Linked DNA regions of Gossypium hirsutum: region 2 is linked to region 1. A link is a contact called in public Hi-C data. All regions are on one chromosome and are shown on one strand. Each heading gives the region's core, a stretch centred on a gene start, on an enhancer-like site or on the middle of the called end of the contact. The rest is flanking DNA. Distances are from core to core; before and after follow the strand shown. Region 1 has its middle 36 kb from the start of LOC121228803. Region 2 holds the start of LOC107949270 (NAC domain-containing protein 1).

Region 1 (7,655 bases), core at 1,388-3,887:
GCTTAACTTTTCAGTTTATCAAGCACACTTTAAGACTAACCAAATTAAAATCCATATATGGTGGGACTCAAAGACCTACACATATAATTGTTCATGATGAATCTTGAATCTTAATACTTAAAAACTAGAGCCTGCACCATTACCAACTATTTCAAAGTCAAACTCGTTAATGCTCACTCTCAAATATCATCAATGGAACCGTAAATGAGAATTTTCACTTCATATCATCCATTTCTTTTGGACATAACTGTATCATCCGATACTAGAAAGTATTAACTTAAAAATTGTGTTAAAAAGGAAAATAAAAAACCCAAAGTATAGCAATAATTTCTTTCAAAATATAATGTTTTTACTCATATATATATATAACCACAAGTAAAAATTTCATTCATCCAAAGCTGACACTAAAACCGGAAATAAAAGAGATGATGAATCCAAACAAGTTACAAGAAAGTAAATAAAACAACATGCCAAAAAATAGGCAAACTAAAGGAAAAAAAAAGTAAATAAAAGAAACATAAACCTAAAAAAGTCAAACATCCAAACCTGATTTCAACCCTTTCGAGTTAAAATGCATAAAAATTTAAGTTATAAAAATCAGAAGTCGGGGTTAAAAGCTATGATCTATCTCCATCTTTTCATCATTTGTAGATGTTAGTCACTAAAACTTGCCTAGTGTGTTTGTGGTGATATAACTTGTACAAGAGCAAGATTGATAGAGCTATAAACTCTTTATATCATTAAGCAAAACAACACATGAGGCAAAATGAAAAAAGAAGAAGAAGAAAGGAAACAAACTTCTTCAACACCTATAAGTCTTATTGTTTCATAGGTCCTTGAACAAAAGTAAAAACCTAAAACTTGAGAGAGAAAACTCTTGAAAAACAAAGATTAAAGAAGGAAGAAGCAAACAAAAAAACAGTCTTGAAAATCAAAATCCAATGAATCAAAAATTAGGGAAAAAAAAAGCAAGGCTCCACTTTGTTTGACTGAATCAAAAAAATCACACAATAAGGACATTACTTACACTATACAATGTTCAAAGGGAACTATCCAAATAAAAGCTTATCACTTGCTCTCGCAAAAATTCGAACCCAAATAAGTTTTATGGATGAACCACATTTGATCATCAAACTAAAACAAGAAAGTTTTAAAAAGATGTTATTAATAGTTTATAAATTTCTAATAGTATGCACACATTTATATTTATTTATTTAGATAAATAAATTACATATTTTTAATAATAATATTATAGAGAAATTATTTTTTGGAAGCTTTCCACCAAATCATCTATGGTCTATTTCAAATTATTTAATGACATTTTAGCAATTTTCTCCATGTCATTGACACATAATTTTAGTAACTTTTTTACCTTGAATCACGAACTCAAAACTTTGAACCTTAAACCTCGAACCTCGAACCTCGAACCTCGAACTTGAACCTTGAACCCCAAACCCAAGGTTGGGTTTAGGGTTCAAGGTTCAAGGTTAGTATTAGGATTTAGATTTCATGGTTCGGGGCTTAGGTATAGGATTTAGGATTCATGGTTCAATGTTCAAGGTTCAAGTCCAAGGTCCAAGGTCCAAGGTCCAGGGTTCGGTGTTCAAGATTTATGATAAAAAAATTTCCAAAATTATATGTCAATGACATGGAAAAATTTGTTAAAATATCATTAAGTAGTTGAAAAGAGACCATTGATGACGTGGTGGGAAGGGTCCATAAAATAATTTTTCTATTATTATAATTAGGTCCACTTTGGTACTTGTACTTTTTTTATCGACTTTGGTACTTGAACTTAGTAATTAGATTTATTTTGGTCCCTAAAATTGAAAAATATAAAATTTTAATGATGCGACACCTTGATACGTGTCAGACCATTACTTGAAAATTGAAAAAAAATTATATAAATTTTCAGGTAATGACGTAGTACAATAAAGTATCATAAAAAGTGTTCTAATAACCAGACTAGTCGTTGAATCAAATAGATTACTGGTTCCTAATTCAATCGGTTTGATCGATTAACTGCTAGACAAATAATAATTAAATAGATAATTAAAAATTCATAAAAATTTTTAAAAAATATTAATCTGATTCAACTATCATTTTTTGTCTCAATATTCTATTTTTATCAGTTTCGAACAGTTTTTTATTCAATAAATTCAATTTTTTTGTTTGGACTAGGGTATCAGTCAGTTTTTTATCCAATCCAGCCCAATTGACCAATCCAGTCATATCCCAAAAGCATTAATCACATTATCAAATATTGATGAAATTTAAATTTAAATATTAAAATAAACCCGATTGCCAAGTTCAAGTACCAAAGTAAAAAAAACTACAAATGCCTAATAATAATAATAATAATAATAATAATAAAAATAAAAGGTGACTACATTGATATGAGTGGCAACATATATACATAATAGACTTTTGTTGTATAAGAAAGAGTACGATGATAAACATTTGATGTTTTGGATTGAATTTGATAAAAAAGAAAAAACATTGAGACGATTTACTTTCTCATTTAAAAATCAAATCACCCGTCTTGGAAGTTAGTAAGCCGAATACTATGGGATGTGGGGAAGAAAAACAAAGGATGAGAATGTAGGTGTGAGTAGGAAGATGCAGTGGAAGACTTGATGAGGGATGCTGATGCTGGAGGAGGGTGCAGCATCTGAATCACAATTCAAATCTGGGTCCCTCTTCCCAGACAAGTATCACGGACCGTCCTTTCACTTCTCAGTAATCCCTCCCCTCGGCCCCTTTCTTTATCTATCTCTTCCTTCTTACCCCTAAATCCAATCTGCTCTTACTTTTAATTATGGTTTAATCATTTCATGCGTAAATAAACTGCTCAAAACTGGCTGTAAAGGCATTTCCCTTTTAACCCAATCTTCACCCCGCCCTTTTTCATACACTCTCATCACTACACAAACACACCCCAAACCAAATCCCTTTCATTTCACCTTTGTTCTTCCTTTTCTATCACTAAACTAAATAAATACCATCCATTTCTCTTTCTTTTATACCTATTATTACTCTATTCTAGTAGCTTTTAGCCTTTTACTTGGCTACTACTACAAATACTATTAATATATTTACATATTTTTAAACTAGCCTACGTAATTTGAGCTCAAAAGGTAGCTACAACAACTACAAAAACACACACAAAAATCAATATGTTTTCACCTCAGCAGCAGCTGGTCTCTCAATAGCAGCAGTTTGGTCGCTTTCTTGCACACACAAAAGCAAATTTCAACAACCGTGTATTTGTGTATGAAAAAGAAAGTTGGGGGGGAAGGGGTGACGGTGTTGCCTATCTACATCAATGGCTGACGAGACCGACTTTAAAGATATGGGTAAATATAGAAATGGAGGACGTAGTTGAATAGTGTAAGAAAAAAAAAGATAAAAGAGAGAAACACAGAGATATTCTCTTCAGTAATCATAGATTTTGTTGTTTTTCTTTTGAAATCAAATTAAAAAAAAAACCAGATCTCTGTAAGAAGAGTAATCTGTTTGTGTTTGGAGATTCCTTGTTCTCTTATGTTTTGAACTCGTTTTTTTAGCCGTTTTGAAAGCTAGTTGTTTTCTTATAACTAATTCTCATAACTATCAGTTTTGGGGGAAAAAGATGTCTGGTGATGGGTTTTCTTTACCTGTTTCAATAGGAGGGTTTGTTCATCAAGAACAAAATAATACAAACCCGAACAAAATAATACAAACCCTAACCCTAAATCCAATCCCGTTAAGAAGAAGAGAAATCTTCCAGGAAATCCAGGTAAGTTTGCTTGATCAATTCTTTTTTTTTCTCTCTCTCTTTTGATGATACCCTTTTCTTTGTTTTTATTGATGAACCGATTTATTCCAGTAATTAATTAATTAATTAATTAATGTTCTTTTATTTGTCACGTAACAGATCCAGATGCTGAAGTTATTGCTCTATCTCCCAAAACTCTCATGGCTACCAACAGATTCATATGTGAAATATGCAACAAAGGCTTCCAACGAGACCAAAACTTGCAGCTTCATCGAAGGGGTCACAATCTTCCATGGAAGCTGAAGCAAAGAAACAACAAAGAACCAGTTAAGAAGAAGGTATACATTTGCCCCGAGAAAACCTGCGTCCACCATGATCCATCGAGAGCACTCGGTGACCTCACTGGGATAAAGAAGCATTTCAGCAGAAAACATGGAGAAAAGAAGTGGAAGTGTGAGAAATGTTCGAAGAAATACGCCGTTCAATCCGACTGGAAAGCTCACTCCAAAACTTGTGGTACTAGGGAGTACAAGTGTGACTGTGGGACACTGTTTTCCAGGTACATAAATGCTCATAATCATGTATATATATATGTGAGGACTTCCTAATGATTAGGTCATAAATGGTTAGTGTAATGAATTTGGGGTTGTTTTAATGCAAACAGAAAAGACAGCTTTATCACACATAGAGCTTTCTGTGACGCCTTAGCTGAAGAGAGTGCAAGATTCAGTTCCGTTGCTGGTGCAGCCACAAATCTAAATTTCAGAAACGATGTTGTGAATCTGCCTATTGGATTTGGTGGAATTCCTCAGTTTGGTTCCGGTTTTACACAAGATGTCAGTGGGATGACTGTATCAGGTACTTGCATAATCCCTTCGCGTCTAAATCCCAGTTTTCTTTTGATATTATGATTAGTAAACGAGGCCATGTTCATCTTACTGCTAGGTCTGCCTGAGATGGTCCAAATGGCTTCAGGCAATCTATTTGGTTCATCTTCACTGAACAATTTTGGTACAGATTCCAATCCTCCTCTATTGCCATTGCCACAAGGTCTAAACGAAGAAGGTGGAAGCAAAGGCAAGTTGATGGAAAGCTTGTCGCCTCTCTACTCGGATACTCAAAACGAGCAATCCAAGCCTGCTGCACCAATGTCTGCAACTGCGCTCTTGCAAAAAGCAGCCCAGATGGGTTCAACAAGAAGCAAACCGACGTCCTTCTTTGGGAACAGTTTTTGTGTAAGGAGCTCAACTTCTTCTCAAAGGTCAGCTAGTTTGAGATCGACTCAAAATAGAAACGATCAGCTGCAGCAAATATACCCAAATGTGAAGCAACAAGAGAGTTATTTAATGGCGTCAAGTAGTGTATCAATGAGTGCTTATGCAGGTCTCGGAACAAGCAACAACTTTGATAGGCTCATCTTACAAACAGGAGTGAAACAAAATGCCCCAAATCAATTAAAGATGCACCCTGGTTCAAACTCAATTGACCAGAGCTTAACTAGGGATTTCCTTGGCATGGGCAATGATCAGTCTGCTCGTCCATTTTTACCCCAGGAACTAGCTAAATTTGTATCAATTGGTTCAACCATGGGTCTGAATCAATTCAGCAGCAGCAACCACTAAGCTTAGCTACCTTTCCAAATTCCAAATACCGTTACAACTTACATGCATACAGCTCAGTACATAAAAGGCGGCAAAAATATAGGATCGTGGTCCTTTATAGTTACGAAAAAGCTGATAATTGGGGACCGAGTTGGGGTGTGAGTGAATTAAGGCAAAGCAAAAGCAAACCCCAGAAAAAGGAACAGAAGTTCATCTTGTGAAGAGGGGTCCCAATTCCATGTTTGAAAAGACTAAACAGTGAGCCAAAAATACACCAAGTCATATGCATGCATGTATGTTGTTGCTCTTGTTGTTTTGCGTGGTGTCTTAGCTCGCTTATCGTTTCTTCAGTATTATTGTTTTATTTTCCCCTTTGCTTATATTTTTAATTCTATAAATGAACTTTCACTCTCTGTTTCCACATTGAACAGCCAGAAAACTGAAGTATTTTTAGTTGACTGTTTCGTCCAACTAGAGCGTAGAAGTCCAATGGATTAAAATATCAATTTTTCATTCAACAATAATTAAATTAAAAAATTATAGATTAATTCAACATGTTGAACAATAGATAAAGAATTAATATATATTATATATTGGAACTAACGCAGAATGTTTTAGGTTTCCAATATAAGACATATTGGAGAAACTCCATAAGGCTTTGTTGTTACTGTTAGACATGGTCATACACTTACGTTTTCTTTATTCACAACAATGACAATATCATTCCAATTAAAATTTAGTTGATAGAATATGATAATGTATAAAATTTTTATATTCAACATCACTTGTTAAATTTTAAATTAAAAATATCGTATTTATTTAGATTACGATAAATATTGTATATATACTACTTATAAAAATATATTTGATATGAATTGAATATATATATATATATGAATTTGTATATAAGAAAAGTGAAGTTAGTTGAATAATGATGTTTACCCTTTTTCTTTTTATTTGTACTTTCACGGCCAGCCTTTTGAGACTTGGATCACCCTATGACTTCCAAGTTTTAAACTGTATGTTACATTTAGAATTGAATCCAAAAAGTACCATCAACAATTCCATCACTTTTTATTAGAATATATTCTGTCCGGTTTGATTTTTTTATTTAAAAAAGAATTGAATCGAATATAGCTTTATTTATTTTTTAATTTTTGAAATCGAAACTATATAAAATAAACATTGAAATATCAAAAATTGAAAATTGTAATTTGGTTCGGTTTAGTCCGGTGACTTTTAAAAAGTTCGGGTTTTTTCAAAAAAAATATAATATTTTATTTCTTAATTTTTTTCATAACAATCATAATACATGTTTTAGATTCGTTTATACACTTATAAAATGAATTAAATAATTAAATTAATATCAAAATCATCCATAAGATCATTTAAAAATCATTTTAAGTTAAGCTATTAAGTTTATAAATCATTTAAAGGTATTAAAAGGAAAGTTAATACATAAATCATTTATATACATAATGTTTTGTTTAGGGGTGAGCGTTCGATCGAATCAAATCGAATCGAATGAAAAAATTTCGAGTTAATTGAGTTGACGAATCATATTTTATCATCCTAATTTGATTTGAAATTTTCTTGAATCGAGTCGAGTGAGATGGAATTCGAGTCGAATCGAATATATTTATTCGAGTTAAATTTTAAAAAATAATTTTGAGTCCTTGTAATCACCGTCACCCATTGTAATAAAATTTGTTCACCTTAATCAAAATTTTTATTAACTTTCATCACGTCATAATTTATTTATTAATCTTTTATATACGGGTTAGCTTCTTTGCTTGCTTAGTTATTTCAATTATCTTCAGATTCTTGTCATTATGTATTTTGGAATTAAGAAATATATTAAATGTAAAAATGTGATTTTTTAATAAAAGTTATTTAAAAATAAAATGTGAAATTGATACCAGTATAAAATTTTAACATGAATATTTAATGGCATAATTAATTATTCAATTTTAATATAAATATTCAATATGACTAAACAATTCAATAATATAAATAATATAAAATGTGAAATTTAATTTAATGATATAAATAATAGATATAAATAAAATTATTACTATTTATGTTTAGTGTTTTTTTTGGATAATTTTGATTTTTCATTTGAGAGTAAAGGGTGAGAAGTAAAAATTTAGGAGGAAATAAAAAGTTTTGGGGAATAAAAGTTGGAGGGAAAGTATATAGGGGGAGTAAAATTTTGGAGGGAAAATATTAAAAAAAATTGGGAGGGGGGGTTTGGGGTAGATGGGAGGTGGGATGGGAATGAAGTAAAAATTTTAGGG
Region 2 (7,655 bases), core at 3,824-6,323, 46 kb before region 1:
GGATTATCTTATGGCATGTATAGAATAGACTAGTGGCGGAAGAATATTTTTGGTTAATGTATATAAGCCATGCGAAAATGGCATCTTTTGAATGTTTACTTAGTGAAGTTTAAATTTTACCTCTGGTTGTGCTTAGTACTTATTTAAACGAACGATCTTTATTTCAAGAAAAAGTTCAAAATTTTACTATTCTGACATGAGTTACAAGTCTGGTAATGCCCCTTACCTATTCTGACGACGATTACGGGATAGGGGCGTTACATATATACTGTGAACCGGATATGTCAATTTATGCACAAACCTACCAATGTTCACATGACTACTCTGAAACGAATTATTCGGTATCTATGTGGTACCATTGACTCTGGGGTTATTTTTCGGCCTTTTGATCGATTATCCGTGAGTGCGTATGTCGATGCAAACTGGGGTTTGGATTTTGATGATTGCTGATCCACTTTAGGGTATTGTGTTTATTTTGGATCCACTCTTATTTCTTGGGGATTTAAGAAACAGTAAGTGGTCTCTAGGTCTACGGCTGAGGCAGAATACAGGAGCCTTGCCACTGCCATTAATGAGGTTACCTGGTTGCTTTCACTACTTCAAGAACTACACCTCAAGTTCGATGATACTCCTACTGTTTGGTGTGATAGCTCCAGTGCAGTCGTTGTTGCAACTAATCCTGTGTTACATTCTAAGTTCAAGCACGTTGAGCTGGACTTATTCTTTGTCCGAGAGAAAGTAGCGGATGGGTCCATTATTGTTGGTGAGGTTCCAGATTGTGACCAAGTTGCGGATATTTTCACCAAGCCACAATCGGTGACACTTTTTGCTCGATTTCGAACTCTTCTTTGGGTTTTACCCGTCAAAAAGCTGGGTGAATGTAAAGAATCAGTTAGCTAGGCTGTTAGTCAGTTAATAAGCTATTAATACAGCTAAGAGTTGTTAGGAGCAATTGATAAAGGTCTATAAAATAGATTACCAATCAGAATGTAGTCAAGCAAGTTTTCAAGAATCAAAAACAGAGATCAATTTCAGATTACAAATTCATCATCCTCTTTATCAATTTTCTTCTTCTTCAATTAAATGTTTCGTTAACCTTACCTAGTTTCTAATACTCGGAAACCAGTTTGGAATAGAGATGGAGGTAAGTAAAAAAAAAAGAAGAAAAAACGTAAGTAAAAAAAAAAAAGAAGAAAAAACTAGTAGCATATTTAAAGTGGCAGTACTATACAGTTGAATAGGAAATAAACGTAGTTGCTAGATTTCCTAGGTAATTTAGTGTTAGATATGCTTAAAGGGGGGGTAATCGAACTTCATCTCAAGCTAGTGCTTGATTAAGCTTGATTAGGTTATTTTTTTGTTAAATCTCAATTTTCATACTCAATTTTAAGGTAGATTCTTTTTTATGTTGAAAATTTTCATAATTAGAAAACAAAAAGCTTTGTTCCAAAAGGGAAAAAAGAAAGAAAAGCTTGATTAAGCTAGCATGTTAGTGGAATAAAGTATAAAGATATTTAACTTTGACTTGCTCAATAGCTAGACAGAGTAAGTTAAGTCGAATTCAAGTTTTTTTCTAGCTTCATGGTTTTATCATTTATGCTGTAGTAGTATATCCATTTTCGCGCTGATTTCTTATATTTGATCGGCCTTTGTACGGCATGATTTTTGGTCCACTCTTAGGTTTTTTATCTTCCCTTCAGGAAAACAATTTTCGTATTTTTCCATGTTTGCCGAAATCCGCTTTGGTCAATCCGAAAATGGATTTTCGGCCCTTAAACTTTACTATTTTTACTTAATATTTGTTTTTTCTACTTGTTATTTAAACTAGAAAATCATACCCATTTTAAGTACATGACTAATACTAATACCATAAATTTTTAACATCATCAATCAAATTATGACACGTGTATTAAAGGACCAATTATATTACATATTTAATTTATTTTCACTTTTTATTAATTAAATAATTAATTTCTCATCCCATCACCGTCTCTTCTCTCTTTGCTTCTTCATCTATTGTTTCTTCTCCAACACCATCGCTAAAACCTGTTCAAGTCGTTGCCACTCAAGCCTCGACCTAGCATCGTTACATGCCTCTATCATCATCGTTTTCCAAAACTAATTCAAACAAGGAAACAAAAGGATAATAGAAAATAAGACCCTTTGACGACCTTCTTCAACTATGGAACTGAGAGAAAAACAAAAGAAGGGAAAACGAAAATTAAAATCAATCCTAGTAAGCAAAAGGAAGCCATTTTTTGGGGATAAACCAGAGAGCTCTAATCCAAAAGGCTAAAAATAGATCATTTATTTTCTTAATCTTTCTCACTTTCAGAAAAATTACAAAATGACTTTTCTATTTTTTTTAAAGCAAAGATATGAGTCTATGAACTCATGAAGTTTAGGGACGAAATGGAAAAAAAAATTGAGAAAGGTGAGGGATTGGGAAGAAGAAGAAGGATAAAGTGAGAGGTAGAGGGGGAGGGGTTGGGGTTGGGGGTGGTTCGGGGATATTAAAAAATAAGTTAAACTTAAAATTTTTTAAAATTTTAAAGTATTTTAATTAATAATATTAAAATAAAATTTAAAATTATTGTTCTTTCTTATTTTTTTAATACATGTGGCGCACAATGATTGGTTGGATTGATAAAAATAAATGGTGTTAGTCACATACTTAAAGAAAAGTACGATTGTAGCTAACAATTTTCAAATTTAAGTAGCAATTAAATTAAAAAAAATTATCAAATAGGAATAATTACCAAACTGAAGGGCTAAAATGTACATTAACCCTTTGTCAACGATAATTTAATTCAAATTTCATGAAATAACCTTATCATTCAATAAAGGGAAGACATTTTTCAATAGAAACAGGAAACAAAGTAAAAAGGATAAATACAAGCTGATCTAAAGCAATAAATAAGAAGTTAAAGGGCAAAAGGTACTCCCAATCGATGGTTAAAAGGTTTCCGTCTTTAATCTCTTATCCTTTAAAATTTGTTATGAATAAAATATTTAACTTTTGATAAAGTTTTTAAATATGTTTCTTTTGTAATATTTAATTAATTAAAATATTTAAAAAAGTTGATGTTTTTATTGAAATAGAGAGTATAATTTTTTTGAAAAAAAAAGTTTTTAAAATATTTTAAGAAAATAACTTCTCTAGAAACAAAGGGAATTTTTTTTTTTAGTTTAGGTAACAATGTTTAAATTTTGTAAAAAAAAAAAAAAACAACAGAAGTACATTGATACAATAAAACCATGTAGTTGTAATACTATGTGTGTACAATGATAGAAATTACATGAGCTTTAGTCTGAGCTCTGGTGTAGCCAGTATGGCATTTATTGTTTTACCATATGTACTTGTCATACTATGTATGTACATTGATACAAATTACAATCTGAAATTTTTAATAAATAAACATAAATGAAGATCTCGAAATCACCCTAGTAATTTACGTACAAATGTATCATCTCCACCCGGGCCGTAAGTAGAAACTACTGTATATCTAACTGCACACCTTCACCTCAACAAACTATAGAAACCATTGATAATTTTATGTACACCTTTTTTTACCCCATATGTATAATCCCATGCTTTCTTTAGTCAGTTTCAGTAAAACCCGGGAGATTAAGTTTTTGATCATACTGCATCATTGGATTCCATTGATGTGGACTAGAATCACTGTTTTCCAAATGGTTTGATCTATAAAAGTTCATTTCACTGCAATCTTTCTCAGTATTCTTGAGCTTCTTACAGCTGGTTGGGACAAAACTACCTTCCTCCATGGACTCTCTTTTCAAAGGGTTAAACAGGTTTTGTAGGAACGAAAATGAAATCTGCATGTTGTTGTTGCCAGAATTGGCTTCCTGGAGGGAAGTGCAAGATTTGTAACTGCTTTGGAAGCTAATGCTGGAGGTTGTGTCAAAGCAAGGAAGGTCTTGAGATGCAAAAATGTAAGGCAACATAGGGCAGTCATTGAATAGGTAGGTTTTGCCGATATCAACGTTGTGGTTTGTGTTGGAAGGCCATGGCTCAATGGAATTGGGGACATAGAAGCTATCAGCTGGTTCATGACTGCTAATATTTCTATCTTCCCAACTGTTCCTTTGTATGCTGGCTTTTTGCCTCACTCGACAAAGCACCCAATCATCTAACTGTTAACATAAAAAAAAAAAAGAAAAGAAAATCGATTATCATCATTCATAATTCATCACATAAATTAGCTATACGGTCCACATGGTCTTAGTTGTTACCCTCATAGATCCGTTTCGTTTGGGAGTCCAAATCATGGTTTCAAGCAGCCTATACTCGTGCATGATCCACTCTGTCTTAGTCCCTTTAGGTGGACGTCCTTTGTAGAATACCAGAGCTTTCTTCACTCCAATACTCTTGGTTCCACACAACGTTAGGATCGGTCTATCCGTCCCCGTCGCCTTCCAATACCCCGAAGCTGCCGCTCTATTAGGCCTCGCCCCGTTCGGATACTTCCGGTCTCTTGGAGAGAAAAAAAACCATTCATCTTCTCCAAACAAAGCTTTAACTATAGATAGATAGATAGATAGATAGATCACAAATAAACAAACCAGATAGAGCTAATCAGTACAGTTTACAAGAACCCTTTCTAATTAGTATACATATGCATATACATACTTGGAAGCTCCCATGGATTATATTTGTATAAATCAATCTCAGCTATAATAGAAGCTGGAAGAGGGTTGGAAGTCACTTTGTTTTTCAAGTAATGAACTATGAGCTCTTCATCAGAAGGGTGGAATCTAAAACCAGGAGGAAGCTGGATCTCTGATGAGTTATTACCAGCAGCTGGTATTTCCTCCATTGAAGAGCCACCCAACATTATTATTACTATTATTCTTGGAGTTGGAGGTGATGATCAAATAATGGATGAAAAATTAAAAAGAAAAAAAAAAGAAAAAAGAAAAGAAAAAGAACCCTAGGGATTAATGGTCTCTCCACCGATACTATCGAATGGAAATAGTTGTAAATATAGGAAGAGTACCGTGCAAAGATTATATAGGGTGGTTCCTCTACATATATCTCCATGCAGATGTGGACGTTGCTTAAGGCTATTAATAAAAAAAAATGGCTAAAAAAACCTATTTGTAAAATTTCATGGAAAGAGATTGGAAAGCTACGGATTTGTCCATATATTTGAACCCTGTTTGGAACAGAAATTCTTGGATAGACATGTTTTGTCACAATGTGTATGCCAAACCGGTTCCAAGTACTTCACGTCATCATAACATAACTAGGCCAAATCTACAACTGATTTCAGCAGTCAGTCATGTATATATATTAGGGTTGGAACCTAAGGCCCCCAGTGTATTGGAGCCCCCCTTTGATATTGTCTGCTAATGCTAAGTGCCAATGTATTGGCTTATTTTACGAGACATGAGAATAATGAACTTACAAAGGATAATTACCTCATTTCGATCATGTTTTTGTGACACTTGTCTTGATTAGCTTAACCAATTTAGGGGCCACCTTTAAAATCTTACAAATTTAAGTTAAGTTTATACTTTGATTGTCTAAGAATAATAAAATTATGATTATCAAATTTATAATTTGATTTTGCCCCAAGATTTTTTCGCTTAACCCCATAACCATTTGCCGATCAAGAGGCTACAGAGAAATAATAATAATAATTCCAAAAATCGAGGTGACCGGAAGGAATACTAATTCCAAAATTTGAGTGTTATATATGGACAAAAGAGCATTTGTAAAATGGACTGGCAAATAGATTTTTGCAATTATTATTGCTCCATACGAGGAACAAGAGTGATTGGACCTTAAACTTAAAAAAAAAAGTGATTGGACCTTAAATAAGTTGTCTTGATATACATATTAAATAAAAATATTTTGATGATAAGATGTTTATTTAAAGTGAAAATTGTTGAACAAGCGTCGGTTATGACATTGCCAGCATGACCAAAGAATGACTGTCGACCATAAACAATTTATGGCTAAATCTACTTTGTATGCAAATGGGCAATTATGCAATATCTTATTTTGATTGAGCTTAATCTTCATCTTTCTAATTTCATACATAATTTGTCCTACGCTTGATCCATTTATATACTTTGGCTCTACCCGCCACTTCCGTCTATACTTGTTTCTATCTCGAATGCTTCATTGAAATAATTTTATTTTTTAATTTTAATTTAGTTTGATTTAATTTGAATTTAAATAATTTAAATTGTGAGTAAAAATATATTTTAAAGAATTTTTTTATTAACATTAATATTTTAGAGTAAAATACTAATGTTAACATATTTTTAAAATATTTTATAATGCAAACAGTGAAAATGAGTGAATCCAACCAAATTTGAGTCCAAACATGAAAAGATTTCAGAATTATGTATCAAAATTTAATTAAATTTTTTAGGTCTAAAATCAATAATTGCAAGTAGAAATTGAGTAGTGTCAGAAGTAGTGCTACAAGCAGTGTCCATTACTTCAGGCATTGGTGAAGAATAAAGTAGAAAAACAATATACTCTTGATATGTTTCCACAATTCAGTTTCCCTATATCTATAAGGCCTTGCATAGAGAGATATTGCATTATTTAACACCTCATACAACAAGTGGTTACAATCATTGACAACCACTAGATTAACAACCTCAATTTGGTACCTAAGATCTAGATTACTCTCCTTTAAGTTTTCCCCTAAAAATTTAGGATAAAAACCAAGTGACTCACTTTATTACTTACAAAATGCATTCTAAAAAATAAGTTCTAAATTACAAAATAAGTGTTAAAATTCTCCACACTTTTTACATACGCAAGCCTTTTAATATATAAGAGTTTAATGCTTGTTAAGATAATGATTAATTACAATCAATCTTCCCATCAAAATAGCAAGATAATCAGTAAAGATAATATCTTCAACATGAGCATGATAAGTCTTCAAATCTTTAGGATATGTTATTAAGTTACCCAATTCAGTCTTCTTAAAACAGGGAACTTGATTTGTTTGATCCAGTCCAAACCAAATGTAACATTCGCTACCTGATCCAATCATTAAGTCCGGATATCGGATGCTACACTAACTAGAATGACTTGACAAATTTTCTGTTTCAATTTAATTACATACTTAAACAACTTGAATTTGAACTTCTAATTGAAATTACAACTCGTATCAACTGGAAATAAATCTCTTAAGACTTTGAATCTGACGGATGTTTACAAATTTTGGATAAAGATTTGATAACATATATATATAGACAACTCAAACCCTGAGGCAAGACCTCTATGGGTACCCTTTATACACATGCATAGTTATTGCTTTTTGCCTAGCTCCCAATGAAGTCTGACTTGGTCCCTCTCAATTTTTGAATCTTTAACTGACCTGTATTTGAGTAGAAAACTTATAAGTTCTAGCGAACTTAATGAGATCCGCATATAGAAATTAAGAAAAAATATTGAGGCATTAGATCATATTTTAACTCCTTGATAATTGCATTCAATATTTCTAGTGGGCAATGCTTGGCGACTGCCCCAGTGATTTTTACATTTGCGTCTTTTTCAAATTTCAATGTCTTCACTGCCTTGAAGTACTAGGGCTCACTAACAGCACCAAAACCCTTGCTCCGTTGATCTATTTCTAAGGGAAACTTTTTAGGACATGCAGTTCCTA

Evidence for each region. A called contact is a pair of places that touch in the nucleus more often than the background predicts.
Region 2: a contact with region 1 is called in a Hi-C map of leaf, with 2.7 times the contacts expected there. The contact joins the promoter of LOC107949270 here to the enhancer-like site in region 1. A contact is called at or near these places in 10 of 34 Hi-C or Micro-C datasets (anther, callus, hypocotyl and 3 more).

The regions. Positions count from the first base shown.
Region 1 is chrA04:68,464,888-68,472,542 of Gossypium_hirsutum_v2.1, reverse strand. It overlaps the pseudogene LOC107948313. Among protein-coding and RNA genes, the nearest start is that of LOC121228803, 36 kb to the left of the region's middle. Within about 2 kb of position 2,637, at least 2 of the 9 cell types and tissues checked have an H3K27ac peak or open chromatin away from gene starts, as enhancers often do. A contact at or near this core is called in leaf, where this site is marked.
Region 2 is chrA04:68,512,894-68,520,548 of Gossypium_hirsutum_v2.1, reverse strand. It overlaps LOC107949270 (NAC domain-containing protein 1), which reads right to left and starts at 5,073. Exons shown (of 3, transcript XM_016883997.2): 1 at 4,652-5,073; 2 at 4,255-4,535; 3 at 3,243-4,155. The coding sequence starts at 4,856. The coding sequence ends at 3,601. LOC107948314 (syntaxin-71) reads left to right here. Exons shown (of 9, transcript XM_041111088.1): 9 at 1-184.